3 separate regions of the Mus musculus genome follow, and all the other regions are linked to region 2. A link is a contact called in public HiChIP or PLAC-seq and promoter capture Hi-C data. All regions are on one chromosome and are shown on one strand. Each heading gives the region's core, a stretch centred on a gene start, on an enhancer-like site or on the middle of the called end of the contact. The rest is flanking DNA. Distances are from core to core; before and after follow the strand shown.

Evidence for each region. HiChIP or PLAC-seq counts read pairs in DNA pulled down with a chosen protein or histone mark. Capture Hi-C pulls out chosen DNA fragments and counts their contacts.
Region 1: a promoter capture Hi-C map of liver shows a contact between it and region 2, with 2.2 times the contacts expected there. The contact joins the promoter of Vav1 here to the promoter of Uhrf1 in region 2. A contact is called at or near these places in 1 of 39 promoter capture datasets (pre-B cells), 1 of 115 datasets of contacts at active chromatin or transcription factors (bone marrow-derived macrophages) and 1 of 9 other capture datasets (liver).
Region 3: a contact with region 2 is called in a FOXA1 HiChIP or PLAC-seq map of pancreatic cancer cells. The contact joins the promoter of Tubb4a here to the promoter of Uhrf1 in region 2. A contact is called at or near these places in 1 of 39 promoter capture datasets (cranial neural crest), 1 of 115 datasets of contacts at active chromatin or transcription factors (pancreatic cancer cells) and 1 of 9 other capture datasets (adipose tissue).

The regions. Positions count from the first base shown.
Region 1 is chr17:57,277,796-57,280,502 of GRCm38.p6, forward strand. It overlaps Vav1 (vav 1 oncogene), which reads left to right and starts at 1,305. Exons shown (of 27, transcript NM_011691.4): 1 at 1,305-1,606. The coding sequence starts at 1,403.
Region 2 is chr17:56,301,751-56,304,674 of GRCm38.p6, forward strand. Uhrf1 (ubiquitin-like, containing PHD and RING finger domains, 1) reads left to right here and starts at 1,587. Exons shown (of 17, transcript NM_010931.3): 1 at 1,587-1,811.
Region 3 is chr17:57,086,243-57,089,213 of GRCm38.p6, forward strand. Tubb4a (tubulin, beta 4A class IVA) reads right to left here and starts at 1,358. Exons shown (of 4, transcript NM_009451.4): 1 at 1,215-1,358; 2 at 1-97. The coding sequence starts at 1,271.

The DNA of each region.
Region 1 (2,707 bases), core at 55-2,554, 980 kb after region 2:
GGTGGAAAGAGGACCTACTCCCTTGGGCTGGTGAGATGGCTCAGTGGGTTAGAGCACCTGACTGCTCTTCCGAAGGTCCAGAGTTCAAATCCCAGCAACCACATGGTGGCTCACAACCATCCGTAACAAGATCTGACCCCCTCTTCTGAAGTGTCTGAAGACAGCTACAATGTACTTACATATAATAAATAAATAAATAAATAAATCTTTAAAAAAAAAAAAAAGAGGACCTACTCCCCCATGTTAACCTTTGACCTCCACACATGTACTGTGCCCCACATGTACCTTCACACATACACACATACATATGTATATATATACACACACACACATATATATATGTAATAAAAGTGAAATGGCTTTCAAAGTAGAATATATTTTCTAATGTTTATTATAGTTCTATTTGTTGGCAGTTTCCTACATGTTAACAACCTATCTTCGTCCTACCCACCCTCAACTCCCCTCTGACTCCGAATGAGAGTGGACTCTCTTTACCTTATCCCCACTTTCTTGCTCTTTTGTAACCCTTTGCATCCATTACTGCTGCCTGTGGGCATGTTGGCTCCCTCCTGGCTTTGTCTTGTGCTGCCACCATAACTGCACGGAGTTCATGAGCGTAGTGGCCATGGGTATGCCCTGGAGATAGCATTTCACATCCCCCGCCCCCGACTCTTACCGACTTTCTGTTCCTTCTCCCTTGAGCCTCGGGCTGGTGGTGGTATAGATGTCCCATCTATGGCTGAGCACTCAGTAATCAAAAAGTAACATGTAAGAAGTGATGGAGTGAATTAGTGTCTTCTGTCAGGTGGTGGGCACAAGTGCAAAGGCCCTGGGGCAGGATGGAGGTCAGGGAGTGAAGAACAGAGAGAGGAGAAGAGGCTGGCAGGGGTTGGGGCAGGGTGAACAGGGCCTTGTGGGGTGCAGGAAAGACATGAGTTTTGGCCCCAAAGCAAGGTTGAACCAGGAGGGTTATGGGTGGTGGAAGAATGGTTGAGACTTGACTCAGTGTTCAGTGGTCCCTTTTGGCTGCTGCAGGGGCAAAAGGCTGTGAGAGATCAGGGCCGTAGACTGGGGACCAGGAGGAGACAGGAGGTGACAGCCTAGGTGCCTACGGCTGGATGAGATAGTGGCACCTTAGTTCAGCAGGTGCCCAGGTCTGCTCAGTGTAGGTGGAGAAAGACGAGGTCACACCAGTGAGTGGAAGCTGTGAGGGCGTAACTGCAGATGCTGCTCCCCCTCCGCCCCACAGCTCCTCCCCACCCCCACCCCGGGGCGACAGTTACAGTCACAGAAGAGGAAGTGGTGTTGTAGTTGTCCCCACTGGGGCAGGCGGCGGCGGTGGTGAAGGAACGAGGGTGCACGGGGCCTCCCCGAGGGGCCAAGTGAGAGGCCGGCAGCCACCATGGAGCTCTGGCGACAGTGCACCCACTGGCTGATCCAGTGTCGGGTGCTGCCTCCCAGCCACCGTGTGACCTGGGAGGGGGCCCAGGTGTGTGAGCTGGCACAGGCACTGCGGGACGGTGTCCTCTTGTGCCAATTGCTTAACAACCTGCTTCCCCAGGCCATTAATCTTCGCGAGGTTAACTTGCGGCCCCAGATGTCCCAGGTGAGTCTGCTGGGTGATGCTAGGGCCCGACTGGATAAAGGCTGGTAGGCCCGGCTCTGGCTATGGAGAGGTGTCGAGCAGAACGGAGCTCTGGGTGGGTTTGTACACTCTTGGTTGGCTTGCAGCTGTCCCAGCAAATTTAGGGGGAAATCTCCCTATCCCGCCCCGCCCCCAGCTGACTCTGTTGAGATCCATTTAAAGGGGTCCTAAGAGGTATCTTGTTGCCTCGTAGTTAGCCAAGAGGGTGCATGAGGTTGGAGAACCAGATTCAAGAGAGAGAGGCCTTCAGTTTCTCCCCCACCGGTGGCTCCTCCTCTTCCACCTCTTCTGCCCCCCTCCTCCTCACATCTTCCTTCACCTCCATTTCCTGCCAGGGCTTTGTGCTGTGTGGCGTGGAGTGTTGGGGGCTGCAATGCGAGACCCTGTGGCATCCCAACTCTACCTATTTCGGGAAGGGCCCATTGAAGTGCAGGGCCCAGGCCTAGGGTCCTAACAAGGCCCTGGGTGTCCCTGAGTTTGACATCTGTGCACTCTCCGTGTTTCAAGTGGAGGCATGGTCAGACTATGCCCCGGTGAGCCTAGAAAATGTATTCAAATCCTTATTTGAATGTGGCTGGGGTGGTGGTGAAAGGTGACTGGTGGCTTTGTACTCTTTTCTCTGCTTCCCCAGGGATGCTGGGTTTCGGGGGGAGGGCTGATAGCCCTAGAAATGAAAGGTATAGGTTCAAGTCAAAGGGATCCACAGCCTTACCGTGGGGTGTGAGGGACATGAGTTGTATCTAAGGGAACATGGCCTTGCCATGGGGTCTGAAGGACACATCCTTGGTGTAGGGGGCATCTGTCTGTCTGTCTGTCCTCTTGCTCTCAGTCTGCCAGTCCTGTACAGCCTGTTTTTCCAAGTCCCAGGAGGCTGTCCCTAGAAATGATGAGCAACGGGGTCAGAGCCTAGTTTCTTCCCTTCATGCGAGGGGTCCCATGGAGTTGAAGACGGGAGTTACTTTAAGAATGGCCTGCTGCAGTCTCCAGGGTATTTCTGGGGTTGTCAGTGAGCCAGCAGTCTCTGAAGCTGTTGTGAGTCCTCTGAAGGAAGTAGGGAACAGA
Region 2 (2,924 bases), core at 337-2,836:
CCACTGACTTTTTTTTTTAATATTTATTTTATGTTTATATGAGTATACTGTTGCTGTCTTCAGATACACCAGAAGAGGGCATTAGACCCAATTACAGATGGTTGTGAGCCACCATGTGGTTGCTGGGAATTGAACTCATGACCTTTGGAAGAGGAGCCAGTGCTCTTAACTGCTGAGCCATCTCTCCAGCCCCTCGCCTTGACCTTTAATGTTAATTATCTTTGTTACATGCATTTTTTTGAGATGGTCTTTGTAGCCCATGCTAGGGATGGATTTCGACCCCTGATCCTCCTGGCTTTACTTTCCAAGTGCCTGAGTGCCAGGAGGGTGTCAGGAGGCTAATGACCATCTGGGAAATCTTTCCTTACCATTAGAAATCCCTGTTTTCCCAGCTCTTGGAGGTGAGAGGTGAGGGCCTGGAGACCTTTGGGGCTCACGGAAAGATACTTGAAACATCTTTGGAGGGACAACTTCTACCGAGCCCCACAAATGGTCTGGGGTTAGTGCAATACCTGTTAGCCCAGAACTAGCAAGATGGAGGCAAGAGGCTCTGGAGTTCTAAGTCATCTTCAGCTACAGAGCAAGTTGAAGGCTAGCCTGGGCTATGTGAGACTCTTTTAAAAAACAAACACAGTTAAACAAAAATTGGAAGTCTTTCTGCTAAGGACCTTTAAAACCAACGTCCTTCACTCGGCCTCTGATGCCTTACTTGTTCCAGTCCAGGTGCCTCCTCCTGCCTTCCCCTCTAAGCCTTCTTTATACCTCATGTGTCCTTGGCTTCCTCAGCCGGAAGTGCCTCTGTCCCAGCCCCCACGTGGCCACTGGTCACTTCTGACCTCATGACTTGTGGATGTACCTGGAATTGTCCTCTATGTTCATTATTTTCTTCTCCACTGTTTTCTAGGTCAGGATTTGCTTTCCCAGAGATGGCAAATGCTGGAGGGGAGGGTGTGCCTCACAAGCAGTTGGGCCCCCTAACTCTGGTTTCTCTATCCACTAGTTATTGCACAGATGCCCAGCGCGCGCCAAGTGTCCGCCAAGAATGGTTAGAACAGAGCAGGCCGCCGGGGTGGAGGGGGCAGGGAGGCCCTGCACGCCTGGACAGCTTGCTGACCGGCAGGGTGGGGGTGGGGAAACCAGGCAGGAAAAGAAGCCCTGCGGATGGGTAGCATGAGAGACCATCTGTAGTGTTCTGTTACTCAATGAGCTCAGACCTGACATGGGGTGCAGGGTATCTGGTGGGGAGGCACCCCTCAAGTTCCCCTAGGGGATATGAATATAGATTCAGGGTTGCTTAGATTAAGAGGTCAAAGTTTGTCCAGCTCAGAAGGAATAGACATGTAGTGTGGTCAGAAGTCTCGGGGTGGTGGTGGTGTCCCTTTCTCCTCTCCCAGGAATGCTATGAGGTTTACATGGTGGGGGAACTGGGCCTTCTTGGTAAAGTGAGCATAGCCGGCAGGGAAAGTCCATGGCCCGTTGGGCGGAGCCGGGGGTGGGGTAGATCCTTAGTCATGCGGACGCCCCACTTGCTTTCTCGCTTCCCGCCACAGCGCCAGCCAATCAGGAATCAAGAGCCCTCCCCACCCAATTGGGGTGGAAGTCTCCCGCAGCAGCCTGTGCACACTAATAAAAACGCCCTGAGTTTTCGCGGGAAAAAAAGTCCTAGCAGCTGGAAGGAACCCGCGCTCTAGTGCTCACTTGGGTCTTCAGCCACTCACGCGGCTCCCTTCTGGGTCACCCAGCCGCAGAGCCCTAGCCTAGAACCAGGCGTTCCAAGGGAGAGGAGAGTGCGGATCGCCGCCGTGAGAGAGGTGAGTGGAAGAGCGCGTTCTATGCACACAGTGGCACGCGGGGCACCACGCAAAACTGAAAGGAACCCTTCTCACACAAGGCTGCGGGGGCTTGCTTCAGGGGATCCGATGGGTGTCTTCTACGCTTAGCCCTCTTACTGGTCAGGCGCACTACGTTGACGGCCCGGGTCGTGGGGGGGAGCTTTGCAAAACTTTCCCGCGCGTGGGGTGAGATCTGCAGAGGGCCATTGCCCACGCGTGGGTTCCACACCTCTTGTAAGAGGAATCCGAGTTGTGTCCTCCACGCTGAGCCTCCCTCTCCGGCCCTGTGCACACGGTTAGACCCGAAAACTTGGCATAAGTTTCCCGCGCGTGGCTCGGGGCATTGCACAGCCACTGCGCATGCGTGCTTCTGCATCCGTTGAGGGGCAACTTGAGAGGAATCCTCCACGCTGCACCTGGTTTTTCACTCTCCTGGGTGCCGCTAAAGTTCGCGGGAAACGCGTGGGGTCCGGCGGGGAAGTGCACGCGGCTCCACGCCTAAGAGCGGACACTCCCCGAGATTCAATTGTCGCGCCCGAGTCGGGTTTCGCGCGCCCAGGCGTCTCCGAGGTCATCTAGGCCAATCGCATGCGAGGAGGGCGGGGCACGTAGCCCGGGAGGAGCCAATCAGCAGCGAGCTCTCCGGGAAGGGCGGAACTTAAACGGCGGGGCTCCAGGGGTCTGGCCTGGGCGGCGGCGGCGGATGTGGGCGTGGGCTCTGTGCCTCCCGGGTCTTTAAAGCGCCTTTCCGGGAGGCCAGGGTCTGTGTCCCGAGGGGAAGTTAGGGCAGCCAGCTGTGGGTGGGGTTCAGGTGAGTTTGTGGCCACAAGCGCGCGCTAACGGGTGGCCCGGCCCGGACTGCCGGTTGCCATGGCCACGGCGGGGGGGTGTCTTGCTCTAAGTACGCGCGCGGGAGGCACGGGTCTGGAACTTTGGGGGAGTCCTGAGTGGTGTGTGTGTGTGTGTGTGTGTGTGTGCGTGCGCGGGGGCCCCTGCCTTCTGTGACCGAGTTCTCCCTCCTGGGACTTGAGAGGTTCCAGTCCGCTTCGGAGTTGGCGAGTTCCAGTTACTGGGACTTAAGACTACGTGGAA
Region 3 (2,971 bases), core at 108-2,607, 780 kb after region 2:
TGTAGTAGACATTGATCCTCTCCAGCTGGAGGTCACTGTCCCCATGATAGGTCCCAGTGGGGTCGATGCCGTGCTCATCACTGATGACCTCCCAGAACTGGGGGTGGGGGTGGGAAGCAAAGTGAGGGGGAGGGGGAGCAAAGTGAGAGGGGAGCAAAATGAGGGGGAGGGGGGAGCAAAGTGAATAGATTTTCCTTTTGTTGTTATAGTTTTTTTGTTTTTGTTTTTGTTGTTATAGTTTTAAAACCTTTTAAAAAACCATTTTCTGTGTGTGTGCATTCATATGCATGCTCCTGTTGTCAATCTTGGCCATGAGCCCTGGGGGAACCATGTTGCTTGTCCTATTGTTTGTTTGATGATGAAATGTGTAGAATAGCTTTTTTTTTTACTTATTGTCTTAAAATTTAATGTATGTATGTATATATATATGTATATATGTATGAATGTATGTATGTATGTGTTTGTATTATTTTTTTAGTCAGTGTCTCCCAAAGCCCAGGCTAGCCTGAAATTCACTAGATAGTTTAGGATGATATTGAACTCTTGATCCTCCTGCCTCAACCTAGCCTAGTGGCTGGGATGACAGGTGTATACCACAACACCTGGGCAAAGGTTCAACCTATTGAGTTATAGCCCCCACCCCTTATTTTTTTGACACAGGGTTTCACGTAGCCCAAGCTGGCCTCCAACTTACTGTGTATGGGAAGCTATTTTTGGGCTCCTGCCTCTATCCACCAAGTGCTAAGATGTCAGAGTGGGTCACAGTGTTAGTCGGGAAGGGCTGAGAGATGCTGTGTCTAGGACACTCTTAAAGCCACTTCTTCAGTTGCTGACTGTCTGTCTGTGAGGTAACTGGGAACTCAGAGCCACAGCAAAGCATGAGCCAGCAAGAAGGGAGAAGTTGGGGGTAGGGAGAGGCTTGGCCCCACCAGAGCCACTTGGTGCCAGTCCATCCCGGCAGCAGCCCTGGGAGGAGGGGCCGTGCCTCTTCGTTCCAGGCAACTGAGGGTGACAGTGGCCCAGCTGTGAGGCCAGCTGTGGCCAAGAGACATAAGGCCAGGCCCTGCCCCCATCAGCCTCTTTGTTCCCAGTCTGGCTCTGCCCTGGTTCCCCTCCTCCACCTAGGATGCAAAATTCCTGGGTGAGCCTTGGGAGAGCCAATAACCCCTCTCTGAGCCCCTGTGCATTCCCACCCTCTACTCAGTCCGACGCACCTTGGCCCCGATCTGGTTACCGCATTGACCGGCTTGCAGGTGCACGATTTCCCGCATGGTGGTGGCGCTGCTGGTGGCGTCTGATGGACGGGTGTCGACCGGCCGCTGTGGCTCTAGCTCTGGACGAGATGGCTGCGGAGCTCTGTCTCTGCGCCCCCGGGCGTCTCTATATTTGCGGAGCAGTACTCACGTCACCGCTGGGTCACCCGCGTGCTCCGCCTCCTGGGCCCGCCTAGGATGCTTGCAGTGAAGGATGGAGGGACTGGAGTAATGGAGGAGGATGGAGGGAGGGGCCTCGGAAAAGTAGGGATCTCCTCCGTCAAGCTCTTTCTCTGAGACCTCAGGGTCCCGGTGTATCCCCACTCTAGTTTCCCCTCAGGCTCCGTTGTCAGGCACCATTCTTTCTTTCCACTCTGATTTCATAGAGACTGGATGGAAAGGCACCTCGGAATCTTGTAAATAGCATCTAGGACAATGTCCTCCCTCTCAGCCCCAGCCCCTGCCTCAATTTCTCTGTCTGCTTCTCCCTTCTTCATTCCTTCGAGACCCCCTTCCTTAGAACCTTTGTATAGGTGGGGAAGAACGGTGACTCTGAGCTCCAGGCTCTCCACAGTGGAGTTTGGTTTGAAGGTGGCAGGTGCATGTGAGACACTGCTGAGTCCTGGAAGTCGCTTCTGGAACCCTTCTACAGATTTCCTTCTATGTTCTGAGGAGCGCTGGAAGGCTCTTGACCCCCCAGGAGGTCTCAGAAACTAGGGCTAAGACAAATAATTGGATCCCACCAACAGCAGAGAGCTTTCCCCACCTCAACATATCTTTGCTTTGTTATTGATATTTATTTCTTTAAGTACAAGTTTTCCCATGTAGCTATTGTTCCCCTATATCACTATATGGCCCAGGCTGGCCTTGAACTCATGGCTTTCCTGCCTCCAATCTCTGGAATGCTAGGATTACAAGAGATCTACAACATAGCTGTAAAAGTGACATAGTCTAAAAGTGACATCTGAAACATGCTTGTATGTTCATGAGTTTATCTGAGCATAGGTTCAAGTTAGAGTGTGTCCATGCGTTGTTGATCTTTACCATCCATAATGTTCTATTCATAGACTGTCTTCTTGTGCTGGATTCCATGGGTTTTTCTGCTCCCCACCCCAACTCCAGCATCCCCAGGGGTTATAGGTGCTACTTGCTGTGTTCCTTGCTTTGAGAGATTTCCCCTCGGGACTGCATAGTGTAGTCCAAGCTGACTTCTCACTCAATGCAGTCCAAGCTGACCTCCCACTCAATAAGTAAACAAGCTGGCCTTAAACTCCTGATCCTCTGCCTCTACCTCCTGAGTGTGCACCACCATGCCCTGGGGTTATATGGAGTTGGGCACAGGACTAAGGGACTCATGCATGCTTGGAAAGTGCTCTCCCCATTGAGCCCCAGCTCACAAACACCATGACAGCTTTCCCTCATTATAGATCCAATTGTGATGTTGCCAGCTGGCCAAAGACTGACTCTTTTCCCTCCCTCCCTCCTCTCTCTCTCTCTCTCTCTCTCTCTCTCTCCTTCCCTCCCCCTCTTCCTTACTCCCTTCTTCCTTTCTTAGCCAGATTGTTTTCTTCCAGATCCACCCTGACACCACCCCCAACTTCAAGTCTTCCTGTTTTGGTTTTATTTTGTTTATTTATTTTTATGTGTATGGGTGTTTTGCCTGCATGTCTGTCTCTGTACTGCACATACATGTAGTGTCAGCAGAGGCTAGAGAGGAC